2 separate regions of the Arachis hypogaea genome follow, and region 2 is linked to region 1. The links are chromatin contacts, called in public Hi-C maps. All regions are on one chromosome and are shown on one strand. Each heading gives the region's core, a stretch centred on a gene start, on an enhancer-like site or on the middle of the called end of the contact. The rest is flanking DNA. Distances are from core to core; before and after follow the strand shown. Region 1 holds the start of LOC112702576 (cytochrome P450 716A67). Region 2 holds the start of LOC112702578 (polygalacturonase-like).

The links. Hi-C and Micro-C count contacts between places; a contact is called where the count stands out from the background.
Region 2: a Hi-C map of an unstated tissue shows a contact between it and region 1, with 4 times the contacts expected there. The contact joins the promoter of LOC112702578 here to the promoter of LOC112702576 in region 1. A contact is called at or near these places in 2 of 8 Hi-C or Micro-C datasets (leaf and an unstated tissue).

What each region holds. Positions count from the first base shown.
Region 1 is chr7:14,503,715-14,506,414 of arahy.Tifrunner.gnm2.J5K5, forward strand. LOC112702576 (cytochrome P450 716A67) reads right to left here and starts at 1,261. Exons shown (of 5, transcript XM_025753678.3): 1 at 804-1,261. The coding sequence starts at 1,104.
Region 2 is chr7:14,698,467-14,701,166 of arahy.Tifrunner.gnm2.J5K5, forward strand. It overlaps LOC112702578 (polygalacturonase-like), which reads left to right and starts at 1,252. Exons shown (of 4, transcript XM_025753680.3): 1 at 1,252-1,445; 2 at 2,210-2,521. The coding sequence starts at 1,320.

The DNA of each region.
Region 1 (2,700 bases), core at 11-2,510:
ATGAATGTCTCAATTTAAAACGCGATCTTCGGAATTACAGTTTCACAATAAAAATTATCAGACAATTATTAAGTTGTCAAAAATACCTCCGATTTTTATTAATTTTCTACTTTTGCAATGTTACAATTCTTTAAATCATACCTTTATTATTTAATTGAGCGAATAAAATAGTTATAAGAGGACAATTTTTATTACCATTAAAGATAATTTTATAAATTGTTTTTAAAGTTTTGTAACATTAATACATTTTAATAATTTTGCTTAATCTATGTGAAAAATTAAAAAAAGAGAAATGAAGAAAAAATGGGGAAAATAGCATTTTTCTTTATCAGTGTGATATTCTAATCCTTAAAGTTTAAAGCCTAGTTTCAACTCATATCATCTCAGGCATTGTAAATAATATAGTAAAAAGAATCTAGAACTCCATTCAACAAATATACTAAACAACTAAACCAAAACCAACAAAGAAGGTATTACATTACAGTTATATTCTCTCATACATATTGTAATTGTACAAAGAATTTAGTGAGAGTAAAGATTATTGATCAAGTATGTGCATCAGTGTAACTAAGTATTCTTTAAAATTCAGCTTTTGATTAGTTTTTAGAGAAGAGAGAAAATAAAAAGTAAATAACTTTCTTAATTTTTTGCACAATTATTATTGTAAAAATAGATATTTAAATTAATTAAATAATAATGAATTTTTAAAATACTGATTAAAGACTGAAATTTAAGGATAAATAGCTTTTTTTTCACATATATACTTGAGTATTGTTGCATAATATTGAATTTGAGTGACTAACCGTATTTAGCAACGGTGTGGACAACATAGGGCAAAACTCGAGGAGCAATCTCGTTGGAATGAGGATCCATGGGTTTGGATTTAACTTGTTTAATCATTTTAATCATATCTCTAATGTCTCCAACCAAAGGGCGGTATGAATTTCCCTTAATGCCCTGCTGCCTTAGACGCCTCTCTATGCTCTTTGGTTTCAGCCACACCCACTTGAGTGCACTCCACAACCACCATATCAGTAGTCCCACACCGATCACGGTGCTCATAGTGCCCAAATTCATTGTTGATAATAGTGGCAGCCCCTCCATTATGATCTACTCTAACTCACTCTCACTTAGTTCCACACCATATTATAGATCGGCAAAGATTACTGGAAACCAAATTGCAAATAAAGAAAAGATGGGGAAAAGCGTTTCCCACGAGAGCCACGCAAGTTAGTATTATATTTTGTGAAAACTAGTACGTGCGGACCACGGGGGCAGATTACTCATTTTTATAATCATGTAAAATATTTTAATACAATAACATTTTATTTTTGGAACGGTATGTTTTAGTATTACTGTTAGAGATGGCAATGCCACCTGAACTCGCGGGTACTCGTTCTGTCCCTATCTGCTCGGGGTGGGTAATTACCCGCTCCGTACCGGGGCGGGTTCTTGAGAGAGGCGGAGAGGGATTGGGTTTAGGTAATATCCGTCCCTACCCGTCCCGCTATATATATAATATATATGATTTTAATATATAATATGTATAATATATGTAAAATAATTAGTAAATGATTAATAATATTGTATCATATTTAAATTTTTACTTTAATTTATGTTATGTATGTGATGATAGTTATATAAATTTTGAAATTTAATTTTATTTATTGGATTTTAATAATTATAGGGGCGCACAGGTTAAGGTTCAATATTTTACTATCTGCGGATAGAAACGGGGCGGGTTCTATGCGAGTTGTTGTACAACGAGACGAAATCAGACAAAGCAAAAACATGTCCCTACCCGCCCCGTTGCCACCCTAATTACTGTATTAGTAATAAAATGTTTAAATGAAAACAGGAAAAATTAACAACATAAATATAATAAGACTATATGAGTGTCCTCTTGGAATAATTTATAATAAGTTCTTCCGAATGATTTTTGAGTAGTAATAACAAAATATTATCATTTTCTTCTCAAGAAATCTTTTAATATTTACATTGCATATTGTCTATAGAAGGCACCCAAAAAAAATACATATTGTCTATAAAAATTGAGGTAGAAATTTGGTGCAGTCGACTTTACGTGAAGTTGATATCTGAGAGCCGTTAGATAATTTAATTGATTTGACTAAATTTTAATCTAACGACTCTTAGATATCAACTTCACGTAAAATCGACTTCACCTGAGTTCACCATAAATTAAATAGGTGTTTATAAATTATAATATTATTCGTTTATAAAAAAGGCATGACAACATACGTTTTCCATATTATTACAACACATCTTAATCTATTAATGCGTTGTTGTAAAGAATTACTTTATTTTCAATATTTCTAAAATTATTTATCTTTTAAATTGTATGTTATGACTTATGACCCCTGTAGATCCCGGATTATTTCGAAAATCATATTATTTTATCTTTTAAAATTCACTTGACGACTCCTCCAATGCAGTGATTGTATGTCTAGAGTCTAGTCCTTCAGGTTTTAGAAAGTTTTTATTTTCTCTATTTTTTAAAACACCTTACCTTATTTTTTTAAATTTATTTTATGACTAGTATAATAACTGCACGCAGCTGTAGAAAGCATGTTTGGTTTTCTATACTTCTAAGAAATCTTATTATATGGTTTATTAATAAAAACCTTACTCTATTTCTTAACATTTATTTTATTTCATGTACTAACTTCATGGGCTTGTAAA
Region 2 (2,700 bases), core at 2-2,501, 190 kb after region 1:
ATAATTAAATAATATTATTAAATTAAAAGACCAATTAAATTATATTATTAAATTAACTCAACTTATTTTACTTTTTAACAAGTAAACTCATTTGTGTTTGAGTTTTATTCACTCTTATATACGTGTTAAAATCTAATATATTATTTGAGTTTTTTTTTTATATAAAATATTTTATTGAAAAAAAAATGAAATTCTTTTTTAGAATAAAACACAAATATTAGAAATTATTGAAATTATTTATGTGCTATAAAAAGTAGAGTACTTAAGTTGTTGATGATAATATAAAAAATAATTAAAGATTTCTATTTTATTGTGTTGGATTTTTTTATCAAAAAAGAAAAAGTCAAAATTGCGTACATAACCCAAACTAATAATGACTCCCTTTAATTATTATTTTTTACCACTGTTTACATAATTTAATGAGTATCTTTAATAATGGTTTGAGTTGAATTTTATTTTGGATTTTATAAAAAATTATTTTAAAAATAACTTGAGATTAAATGTTAGATTTATTATTCTAATATTTAGTTTCCGTTCATTTTAAATTTTATATAAGATAACAAAATTTAATTAATTTTAAAAAATCCAGAGAACCAACTACATCACGAGCAACTCAAAATTTTCAATTTTAAAATTCAAAAAACTAGGAGTAGTGGATTTTTTTTCTCTTTCTTATAGCATATCTTTTATTTTAAAACTAGTTGGCTCTAGTTAATTTCCTAACGAAACCGATTAATTTTCTACTAAAATAAATCGTTTTAGAATACATGAACTTAAAACTAAATTATATTGTATTGTCTCACATTATACATAAATTAGTATAATTTTTTTGATTAAATTTGTTTAATAAACTATAATAGAAAATATTTTTTTAAATTAAATTAAATGAGTAATCCAATTAATTCATCCAAATCAATCAAACTCTAATTAAATTGAATTTGATAAGAAAACTAAAATGCGTAGATCTAAATTAATTGGAACTAAAGTGATAAGATTCACTCACTATCAACTAAATTATCCTCTAAAACAATAGAAATATATATTTAGTAAATATGACGTTTTCAAATCAACGTTAATAAAATAATTGCTAAAAATAAATTTTCGTACTTAACAACAAACCAACCAATATTTGTGGACAAAATTAATTTGAAAAAAGTCTGTTAACATGATCAACGGCTTTGAAGCTTCACAAAATCATTATATAAGCTTTTCACACAACAGAGTAAGATTCATAGTTATTAGTATATTTCAAATAAAGACTAAAGTCTCCAAAATAAAGAAAAAAACAAAAAACAAAAAAACAAAAAAAATTTAAAAAAATGATGAAGTCTAGCATCACAACATTTATTTTATTCATATTAATGGCTACATCTAGTGGTATTGTTCAATCTGCTGATATTCCTATTTCAAAATTTGGTGGGGTACCTAATTCAGATATAACTCAGGTAAGATCTTTCGTAGACATCATTTAATTTGTCAAGAAACACACACACACATATATATATATATATATATATATATATAGTTTCAACACTTAGAATATACATAATATATTTTTCAAAGATCATGTTTGGTTTAAAAATTATTTTTGATAAAAATGAATGTATGAAAATTATTTTTAAATTGTCAAAAATATTTGATTGGGCGATCTTACAATCGGATTGACGGAATTTTAGTATGTTTGGAATGACCGGAGATATTTACACGAATACAAAATTAAGAATTAAGAGTATAAAATCAGGAGTACATCATAGAAAGGAGAAGTGCAAAAATAGTTGATGAACTGTTTTGCGATTTTTTCTTTTATTTTTCTTGTTGTTCTTTTTTAATTTTTTTGTTTGATTGTTGTTCTTGTTCTACGTTTGGTGTTGAGCTTTCTTGTTTAAAAAATATATATTCATAATTATTTTTCTATTAAGTTAATTACAGATTTTCTTTTGTAGGTATCATATGACTAAAAAATATTCTATCATATCCAAATAAAAATTAGTTTTTTAACTTACTTTTAACACACTCGAACAAAATACAATTCAATTCTTTTTAAAAGTGTTCATCTACAAGTAATTTTCCAAAAAGATAAACCAAACTTTCTCTAACTAATTAATTTCTCATTGTTAAAGATAAACCAAACTTTCTCTAACTAATTAATTTCTCATTGTTACTCATTTTTACTTATTTTCAATTTTTTTAAATAATTATTTTTTTAAAGGCTCTTGCAAATGCTTGGAATGAAGCATGTCAATCAGCAACAGCAAGCAAGATTATGATTCCATCAGGGCAATACAGAATGAAAGCAGTGGCAGTGAAAGGGCCTTGTAAGGCACCAATTGAGTTGTATGTTGATGGCACAATTATAGCTCCACCAAACCCCAAAGACCTTAACAATGAATGGCAATGGGTTAAGTTTGAATATGTTGACTTCCTCACAATATCTGGCTCCGGTGTTTTTGATGGTCAAGGTGCAACCGCTTGGAAACTAAATGATTGTGGAAAGAACCCTAATTGCGCTAGGCTTTCAATGGTAATAAATAATTATTCTTTTTTCTTAAAAAAATTGGTATTTCTAATTTGCCTCTTTAATTTGTTTGATTTATTTTCTCTAAAATTATTTGAAGTGATTAATTCTTAAAGATTATTAAATTTTTATTTTATTTTTATTTATTATTTTTATTTTCTTCAAGAAACAAAAATATGTTATGC